2 separate regions of the Anas platyrhynchos genome follow, and region 2 is linked to region 1. A link is a contact called in public Hi-C data. All regions are on one chromosome and are shown on one strand. The core of a region is the stretch at or near the end of the contact, and the rest is flanking DNA. Distances in the headings are between cores, read along the strand shown. Region 1 overlaps LOC101800212 (ectonucleotide pyrophosphatase/phosphodiesterase family member 1). Region 2 overlaps LOC101800542 (ectonucleotide pyrophosphatase/phosphodiesterase family member 3).

Region 1 (5,207 bases), core at 1,233-3,732:
GCATGTCATGAGCTTTCTTGGAAGCTCTCAGGTCACACACAGCTGCTACAGGTACTCAGGAGTGTAGAAACTCCCTCCTTTTCTAGTACTCATGCTCTTGTCTTTGTAATTCTTCCACTCTCTCTAAAACTGACGAGCCAAAATTGCCTCTGTTATGTATAAAGTTTGGCGTAGTCAATTACACATTTATGTTCTTCTCTTTTTAAAAGAAAGAAAATACATCACGCACAAGTATTTTAAAAGTCTGAAGGGTCTGCAACTGAGCAGAGAGAGGCATTTGACCTTACAGTTTGGTCAGGGCATGGTGGAAGCTGGATTCAAAGCCTGCTGAAGTCAATAGAAGCTTTCCCATTAACTTCAGTTTGAGTGGGCTGATGTCCTGGGACCGTTTTTTTCCTTTAACCAAGTGTATTTTCTTGACCTGTTACAAGCATGTTTGTTTGTTTTTTTTCCTAAAGTAGTTTCACTGTGTGAAATTTAAATGTGTTGTAGCAACCTCACATGACGACATGACTGTGACAGCATTATTCAGTGTAACTGCTTTGTAACTTTGCCTGTGACCAATAAAAACATCGGATGATGTATGCTATTCTTGACCCTCTTTTGTACCAAATGCTACTGAATAGTTGAATGCTAGTACACATATATAGCACTCCGTAACTCTTCTCAGCTGTAGTAGTTATTGACTGTTGATGCCTGATTTCAGGCAAGAGGTGGTGAGAAGTTCCATATCAATCTCATTTATCAAGGTTGGTTTTGATTCAGATTGGCATGGAATAAAACTCCAATAGAAGATAATCTCAATGAAATACACCAATGAATCAGTAAATTTGGGAGATAAACCAATTTCCTCTTGGGACAAAATATTCTGACATCTGGTAGAACTGCTATCATCTCCTGAATGCAAATGTCAGGGATGTTAACACCTTCAGAAAGTGAAGCAATGCCAATTTCAATTGAGAGGCAGCATAGTGAGCCTAGCTCCTGGGTAAGGATGGAACAGGATGGACTTTAGGGAGCAGCTGACTGCTGGTTTGACCTAGGGAAGATTTTGGATGGAAGAGTGGCTGTAAAAGCTGATGTGGTCATCAAGACAGGGTGGTTGCTGAGAGGAGTGTGCGATGTGGCCTTGCCAGAAATTTCCAAGTCAACTTGACAGAGCAGAGAGCTATCTTGATTTCATCTTTGTGTAAATAGTTTTGCTTCTTTTATTTCTTCATCTTTGCTTTTTAAAAATGTGCAATTGTGTCATCTCAATGTTGTGAATAAACACTTTTATTTTTTTCCCATAACTTGTTTATTTACCAATTTTTTTAGGACGGTGGGGCAGGAATGAGCAAGGGGGCAGAGGACATCTCAGGATGGTTTTGCTGCTGACAAAATGTCCTTGGAGTTGTGCCTTCAGAGGTTTTCAGGTTCATATAGCTGGCTGCTCCCCTCTCAGTAACTGTGAGGTATTCACTTGACTAATGTGATAGATTTCTTGCTCTCACTTACCCCAGGCTGTCCCAAGTGTTTTAAAAATAAAATGAGGCAAAATCTGGCTGCCTATATTTGAGAGAGGCCTGTTCTGGTACCTGTGCTTACAACACATCCATCACACACTGGAACCGCTGCATCCACCCAGTGCACAAGAGCCATTTGCCATCAGCACCTGCCAGGGTGCTTGGCCTCAGCTGGAGAGTGGGTGGTCTGGGCATCTGGCTGTCCCTAGGCTGAGGAGATTTGACGTACATAATTATCCCTTTAAATACAAGGTTATAAACCAGGCCTGGCAGTCAGGGAGGAGCTGCTCCTCTGTTGCATGGGAGGGCACTTTCCCTTTTCCAGGAAAATGAGCTTCATGGAGGCCAGAAGACAAAAAGAAAGCCTAAATCTGTGGCTCTGTGGTTAGAGCACTCAGCTGGGAGGAAAGGCCTATTTTTTCACCTCACTTCTTCCAAGATCTGCAGTGAAACTCAGTGCTCTTGCTGAGGAGGCCTCTGTGCCAGGACTAGTTGCCCATCCTACCACCCCAGAGAGGATGCTGAAGGGCAACAGCATCATGAGGGGCTTCTCCTATGGCAGGGTCACCCTGCAGCTGCTGTAATGCTGTGCCCACAGCAGCACCATAACAGGGCTAGGAACCCATCCCAGGGTGCGTGGTGAGGACTATATCTAGCTCTTTTATCACTGTACTGTGGAAAGCCATTTTTACCCTTTTGAGGAGTTCAAGGACAGAGTGAATGTGAGACCAGCAACTTACTAAAGCAAAAATTTCCAAATGTTTTGTTTGGGTTCTGCCATCACCAGTAGCAGCAGCAACAGCAACGTCTCCGGCCTACCCTCATACACCCTGTGGCAACGTCCAGCTGTCTGGGAGCACCGCACTGAGGTGGCTTGTGCATCATGAATGGTACATCTACCATATTTTGGGAACCTTTGCGTTACAGGAAACCAGCCCAGGTTCGGTATCCTGTGACTCAGACTCCCTTGGAAAAGAGTCCAAGTCCCTCACTGAACCGCTATGAGTCACCACACCGGCCTCCAGCCTCAGGAAAGGCTGCTATGGAGACCATGGACAAACTTGCAATAATTATGGAAGCCTGGCTACAGATTCTAAAGGATGCTGTTGCAAATTATCATATTCCTCCTTGGCCACATGTGTTAAATTTGTGTTGCCCTTTATTGCAGATTTAGTCCATTTTATTTTTAGTTTCTCTGCTTGAATAAAACAAATGCAGTGGGATGGAAAACTGAGTCACCCCAAAAGCCCTGACCAATGCCCCCCGATCAAGAGTCAGTGGAATTGCCCTTGGGTTGTGTGCATAACATACGTGAGGCTCTGTGTTCACAGCACCTGGGCAAAGATATAGTCCAGCACCAGCCTCTTTCTGGAGTTTGAAAGAGAAATCATTTGTGTCTCTTCTTGTCTCCCTATGCTGGAAGCTTCACAATCCTGCATCTGTACCAAAGCTTTGAACTTCCAGGTTGTAGAAAGTGCACTGCTCGAGTATACCAAATTCACTTTGAAATCTTGTACCTGCTGGCTGTTTGAAATGGCTTATTCTACCACAAAATTTTGACTCAACTCTCATAATGATGAAACTACATGAAAGCTGTAATTGGCCTTTTTACACTGCAGAAAGTAATTATGTACATTTGGTTCTGCTATTGAAAATAAAAAATGTTTAGGGGAGTGCAAAGTTTACTGATCATTTATGGATACATTTGACTTTATGCAACAGCAAATGCATTTTCAGGTAGCTGCCCCTCTTCTGGTCTGATCTGAGGTAACTGGGAAAAGATGTGTTTTGTTTAGCATACATTTTCTAAAGAAATATGGCCCCAGGATAGTAGAAATCCAGACAAACCATTTGGAAAATTGACTTTCCTAAGCTTTTTATGAAATACTTCGCATTCTTGTAATGAGCTAACACTCCTACTACAAGTTTTAGAGATGAGAGCATTGGGAAGACTGAATTACTGAAGTCTAAAGAATCCAAAACATTATTGGAAGGTTATGCTAGACAAATTGAGGAAGGGCGTTTTTCATATACATTATTGTATATCCTGTGTTTCAGTAGAACTAATTACACTGCAGATGTTGGTAATTTACTTTTCTTGTCCAAATCATATAAGATGCTAAATCCCACTGCTTGCTTCAGCAGGACAGAAATGCAGTATGACTCTATATCAACTGCTTAATCACTGTGACCAGCAGAATCATAGAATCATAGAATATCCTGAGTTGGAAGGGACCCATAAGGATCATCAAGTCCAACTCCTGGCACCACACAGGTCTGCCCAAAAGTTTAGACAATGTGACTATGTGCACAGTCCAATCGCTTTTTAAATTCAGACAGGCTTGGTGCAGTGACTATGAACCCAGGGAACCAGTTCCAGTGAGCAACCACAATCTCGGTGAAGAACCTCTTCCTGATGTCCTGCCTAAACTTCCCCTGCCTCAGCTTAGCACCATTCCCGTGGTCCTATCATTGGTTTTTACAGAGAATAGGTCACCTGCCTCCCCACTTCCCCTTGCAAGGACGTTGTAGACTGCGATGAGGTCGCCCCTCAGCCTCCCCTTCTCCAGGCTGAACCGGCCCAGTGACCTCAGCTGCTCCTCATACGTCTTCCCCTCTAGGCCCTTCACCATCTTCATCGCCCTCCTCTGGACACTTTCCAACAGTTTAATGTCCTTCTTGTACTGTGGTGCCCATAACTGCACACAGTACTCTAAGTGAGGCCGCACCAGTGCAGAGTAGAGCAGGACAATCACCTCCCTCAACCAACTAGCCATGCCATGCTTGGTGCAGCCCGGATACGGTTGGCCCTCCTGGCTGCCAGGGCACACTGCTGGCTCATATTCAACTTGCAGTTGACCACAACCCCCAGATCCCTCTTTGCAGGGCTGCTCTCCAGCGTCTCATCACCCAGTCTTTATATATAGCTAGGGTTGCCCTATCCCAGGTGCAGGATCCAGCACTTGCCTTTGTTAAACTTCATATGGTTGGTGATCGCCCAGCTCTCCAATCTGTCTAGGTCTCTCTGCAAGGCCTTTCCACCCTCAACAGAGTCCACAACTCCTCCAAGTTTGGTGTTGTTGGCAAATTTGCTCAAAACACCTTCTAGTCCTACCTCCAAATCATTTATAAAGACATTGAAGAGGACTGGACCTAAAATGGAGCCTTGAGGGACCCAACTAGTGACCGTCCACCAGCCAGATGTGGCCCAATTTACCACAAGTAGTTGTTCTTGAGGTAGTTTACAGAAATGGATGCCATCTTGGAGTTCACGTAATATAAATCAGGTTGTCCATAGCTTTCTTTCCCTTGCTCCTTTATATACTACAAGGTCAGAACACATCATAGCCAGAATAGTCTGGTTCAGACTGGAGAGGTGGGTGGTGGTATAACAACTGACACTCAAGATTTCAGTGGAAACTCAGCTAATGGATTGGGTGGTAAAATCTGTATATTAAGTCAACAAATTTGGCTGCAGATCTTGGGTTCCAGAGTACAGGATTTGGCCTGATATTCTGTTCATATGGAGAAATGAAGAGTTTTAGCAGGGCTGGGCCAGTAGGCAAGTTCTCAGTTTGTATAAAGGGCAAGGCAAACACATGTTGGAAGATCAAAAATCAACTTGAAGAAGAAGGCATCAATTGTTAGATATCTGCACCAGCTGGCTCTGAGGCAAGTGTCTGTTCCAATGACTTGAAGTCT
Region 2 (5,211 bases), core at 1,018-3,517, 99 kb before region 1:
TCACTCATCTGTGCCATACAACACGTAGCTTTTGCCAGCCACTCGAAGTTCAGAGAGCGGTGAAATTCCTGTTTAAATTCTTATTGATTCTGAATTACCTAAGAACATGTCCTTTGTTCCAGCATCCAAAGCAGACGTGGGAGTAGAATATCAGGGGATGGGAATAGAGGAAGGAGCTTTTTCAGTGTTACATCTTCTACCCCATTGTATGATGTGGAGCCTGTCATACCAAAGAGCATTAGGGTGAAGGCAATAGCAGTTTCTGCATGTTCTCTACCCTACTTGAAACTGCTACTGGTAATAGTTACAAGGTGAGATGCAACATCTCTGTATTGTAGGAATAATCTGGATTGAGGAGACTTCCTTTCCCCCATCTATTCATAGATAGTTACATCCCATGTTTTGTCTCTTTCAAGTTGTTAGAAGAAGGGTTTGGGGCAGAGAAGGAAATTGTGGATTGTATGTTAATTAGGTCGATTTCTTCTATTTTTTTCCCTTTATTAGAGTATCTTCTGCAGAATGATCTCCTCTCCTGAGCTAGCAAACCCACTGAATCCTTATTTGTTTTTCACTGTGCTTCTTAGATGACTATCAAGGAACATTTTACTCTCATTTCATACATGAATGGCATTCTGTGCATAGTGTAGAATTCTAGGGCTCAAAGGTGAAGATGTCAGATCAGACTCCAAATATGCTATAGCTTGTGTGCTGCCTGTGTGATAAAACAGGCCCTCTTCTCTGGCTTAATCTGCTTTCTAGCAGCAATTCCCTCAACATTTTAGCTGTTCTGTGTTGTCCCAGATTTCTGAATGGGATCAACACCTCTGAAACATTGCTGTGGTGGTTTCTGGCTGGTGGAGTGACTCCTGATAACCATATGCAGTTAAATTATTGCAGCATATTGTATGGTTTTCATTAGTGTCTTGATGGCAAACTCCTTCATGGTATGCCTATTAATATAGCAGTTAAAATAGTAAATGTGGATGTCAGAGCTAAGGTCTGTAGCTAATAGCTGAGCACTAGACATCTACATGTTCAATCTTGCAACTAAAACTCTAGACAGTACATGTTATGTATATTTGTTTTTCTGTGTTGCTTATTGAATGGTAAAGTAATAGAAGGTGACAGAAAATCATGAACTACCTAGGAACTTTCTCTTGTAGTTTGTGAACTTACATATGAGATGCCAGTGACACTAGTACGAATGTACAGGGTAAACATTACTACTAAATGTCTTTCAGCCTTAGCAGTGCTTTTACCATAGTATTGGTAAGGTTACTATAATTCCATTGCCTCTTGGGCTGAAAATGAGATAGGCAGGGTTATTGGAGAAGCTCTCTCCAAACTGTTTGTGATAATACTCAATGATGGATTTATTTTTGATACTGCACAAATCTGACTGGGCCCTTTCTTGTTGTGCAGTGCAAAAGATCCCCTCAGCACTTCAAGCCTTATCTGACACCTAACCTGCCAAAACGGTTCCATTATGCTAACAACATTCGTATTGACAAAGTTCATCTTCTGGTGGATCGACAGTGGCTGGCTGTAAGGTACCATCATGTTTGTGACCGTTTTCCTTTTCATTTCATTCATTGATGCCTCCTTTCTTGTTTTGTAAGACTTGCAGTGTTACATTTATTTTTTTTTTCAAGTGTAAAAATGAATAATGTAAGCTAAGAATGCATTTTAGTATGACTGAAATCTTCACAGTCTAGTCAAAGAAGTCTAGTACTCCAGAAAAAAATTTTACAGAAAAAAAACAACAGCAGCAGCAACAACAAAAAAGCTATTAAAAAAAAAAGTCTCAAAAATAATGCAGTTAAAAGTGTTACGCAAACCCTTCCTAGTATCTAGACCTTTTGCTGGTGTTAAGGTCATCCTCTCACTGTTCTTCTGGGCCCTTATGACTTCAGTCTGCTGTCCAGAAATTGGCATTATTATCCTTCCTCAATAGGAATATGATGCTGATGTTTCTTTTTCTTCACTCTGTGATCTTACTGAGGTCATTTTTATATGTATGCTAACACACTTCTATAACTTTGTCGTTCTTCACTGGTCTCCAAGTCAACACTACATCTCATTCTACTGTTTATAATGTACTTTACATGTGTTAAATACTTGTTCCTGTTCTCTTTTTTACTTCTAAATATGGCTATATTAGTTTCCGGATCTACATGTCTTTGATAACTCACCAAAACACTGGTGAGTTGTTTGTAGCCTTGGGGTCTCCAGAGGCCAGCTTGGGCAAGTCTGTAGTCATCTCATGTCTGTAGTCTTCTGTGCTATGCTCTGCCCCTTTTCTGTGCTATGCCCCTTTTCAAGGTCCTCTGCTACTGTACAAGGTCAGTTTTTCTCCACACTACATCATTACCTCAGAACTGTAAATATTTCATTCTACCCAGAATAACTAGTTTTTACTGCTGTCTATATAAAAAACTATGTAAAATTCAGGACAATGTTGGTGGTGTAAGTAGCAATACTGTATTTCTGAGATACAGGGCTACAACAGCAGAACTATGATCTGACTTGGAATTTCAAGGCTATTCAAATACTAGAAAACGCCTGATCAGTACATAACTTTATTGTTTATTTTGGTGCAACCAAATAATTGTCCTGAACCTAAAAAGAAATACACAGTGAAAAATATCACATTCATTTTTTCTTTTTAGCTGTGCTTGAGTGTTCTTGTGCCTTTGAAAACAGGGTACATAGGTCTTACAAGTATGTGTTGAATAAATAAAAGATGACTATGTCCTTATCTTTCCAGGTATCTCAGCAACAGTTAAGTTAATACAAGCATTAGTCACCATAAGTCAGAGTATTTTAGCATGTTAATAATTCTATAACCCCTTCCCACATGAACATCTCTCCTTCAAGATCACCCTTTTAAGATATATGATGAGATTGCACTCTCTTGTAAGGCAAAATCCCTTGCAGTCTTATTTGTGTTGTTCCACAGAAGATAACAGATAAATTTTCCTACTATGACTTTTATATTAAGTTGCTGATACCAAGGAATATAACTGAAGAATTCTTCCTAAGCAGATTACACTGTTGTGAAAGTTCTTGCTGAGTAAAGGCCTCAGTCAAAAACAGGCATTTATTCAATTTATTTTGAAAACATTGATTCACTGTACACTCCATAGTTGTCTAGAATATGTTTTGTTTCTGTCCATAGCAACCTGTGGTATAAGATGGAGAGTTCTTCATAAACATGAACACAGGATGAGCAAAAAGCAGTACAATATTATTTCAGAGTCAGTTCTGAGGATATTGTTCAGAGTGCAGTGATTTAGGATGACTCTTACTATCTGCCTCTATTTGTGACGTTTTAATTCACAGTCTGTGATGGTTTCTTCTCAGGGACAACAGTTACACGTTTTGTGACGTAGGTAACCATGGCTATGACAATGAATTTAAAAGTATGGAGGTAAGATGATTTCTATTCAAGTCTTGTGTCTTCTCATGAAGAAAATCAGAATGTGGTAGATGAACCAGGAGAATATATAGTAGTTTTAGCATTGTGATTTTTCTTACCTGTCATCCAGACATACAAACTGTGAACATGTATAGGGTTCACATATTGGTATTGCCTTTCATCAGTGTGTACAAGTCCAGCTTCTTTGGGATCCTGTAGTAAAACTTGTCATGGCTCACCTTAACTCCATGGAACCAGTAAATCAAGCATACTGTGTTCAGATGTGGAACACTAAGTTCTTTCCTTTTCTACTGAAGCAATGACTGAAAAATCTCCATAAACTCAGGGAATCCAATTGAACATCTGAAGGCCTGTGTGCTCAAATAAGCTAAATCTCATTTTCTCTGCTTGTCTTACAAGCCTTAGGCATGTCATCAGGGCAAAAAGATGATTAATATAGCCTGTATATTAATATAGCCTATTTTGAAATTTTGTCTCTTTCATGTCCTGTAACAGGTCTATTTAGAAGTCTTGAGCTTTTGAGCTCAAGAAGATATGTATTATCCATGTACTTTCTGTGAGGTGAAGCTTTAAGTAAGGTCAAGCATACCTCTACTAGTCCCATATCCTGTGCCTAATAATGAGATTCTTCCAGGTCTTCACAACTGTATTAAAACCACATGTCAATATACTGATCAGAATTGCACTCAGTGTTTGTGTTGGAAAAAAAAATAAATTCTGTTTGATGTAGAGACATTAATCATAGATAATCTTATGCTGCTGGCACAACGACTGATTAAAAATATTTCTTTATAAAGTAGTAATATGTCTTAATATTGTCTTCAAAAATATATTAAAAATTCCTTTTCTATTGTGAGAACATAAGAATATTATTTTAGAACAGACTGTTGTCCTGTTTAGTCATGTTTCCTGCCATCTCATGGCAGAGAGCTCAGAAGGCTTATGAAGCAATAGAAACTGATGTGGGACTGTAGGTAGTATCAGGGTTCCATTAAAATGCTTACAGATCCCAGCAAGGGATGTCCAGTACTAAATTGTACTGTTGGTGTTACTGACTTAGGTCTCAGCAAAGTTTGAGATGGGTCTCCCCAGTTCCCTAATGCTGGCTGTTGCCACAGCAATCAGCTCCTAACTATCCAAAGATTTTTGAGAATGCAAAAAAAATACAAAACCAAACTTTATATTTCTGGCTCAATATTAGCATTTAAATAGGATCTGTGAGTGCCAAAACTCTGTGTTTATTGAAGTTGTTACCAACTTTTGCAATGAAAATATAAAAATGTGTGAATTTGAAACACAACGAGCAATAATTTTCATAAGTATGTGTCAAAATATTAAAAAAAGATAAAATATTTTTTCTTAAAATTATATATAATGGGCAAAATTTTTCTTTTTTATCAGAGTAATCCTGTATTGTAATTTATGACTGTGATAAGACTATTTTGGTCCAGTGTCCCCATTTGCATGAAATACAAGTGAATTGTTTTTTTAATTTGGGTTCCTTTAAATAGATTTTTTTTTTCCAATCTAGGCTATATTCCTAGGATATGGCCCAAGTTTTAAAGAAAAAACAGAAGTGGATGCTTTTGAAAACATCGAGGTTTACAACCTTATGTGTGGTGAGTAGAAACAATCTAGTACTTAAGGTGATAAACCAGCAGTGCTTTCAAATACCAGTGTTGTGTGAGAAAAAGAAGAGTAACAAAAATTTTGGTGAATTCATTCAAAAGCTAGTTTTTTTCTCATACAATATGGAAGCCATGCTGTTTCAC

The links. A called contact is a pair of places that touch in the nucleus more often than the background predicts.
Region 2: a contact with region 1 is called in a Hi-C map of skeletal muscle, with 4 times the contacts expected there. The contact joins two enhancer-like sites. A contact is called at or near these places in 5 of 8 Hi-C or Micro-C datasets (F1 follicle, liver, skeletal muscle and 1 more).

What each region holds. Positions count from the first base shown.
Region 1 is chr3:62,872,211-62,877,417 of IASCAAS_PekinDuck_T2T, reverse strand. LOC101800212 (ectonucleotide pyrophosphatase/phosphodiesterase family member 1) reads left to right here. Exons shown (of 25, transcript XM_038176886.2): 25 at 1-589. Among named protein-coding and RNA genes, the nearest start is that of CCN2, 17 kb to the right of the region's middle. Within about 2 kb of position 2,482, at least 2 of the 8 cell types and tissues checked have an H3K27ac peak or open chromatin away from gene starts, as enhancers often do.
Region 2 is chr3:62,971,102-62,976,312 of IASCAAS_PekinDuck_T2T, reverse strand. LOC101800542 (ectonucleotide pyrophosphatase/phosphodiesterase family member 3) reads left to right here. Exons shown (of 25, transcript XM_005009574.6): 15 at 1,423-1,550; 16 at 3,364-3,430; 17 at 4,971-5,058. Among named protein-coding and RNA genes, the nearest start is that of MED23, 30 kb to the left of the region's middle. Within about 2 kb of position 2,267, at least 1 of the 8 cell types and tissues checked has an H3K27ac peak or open chromatin away from gene starts, as enhancers often do.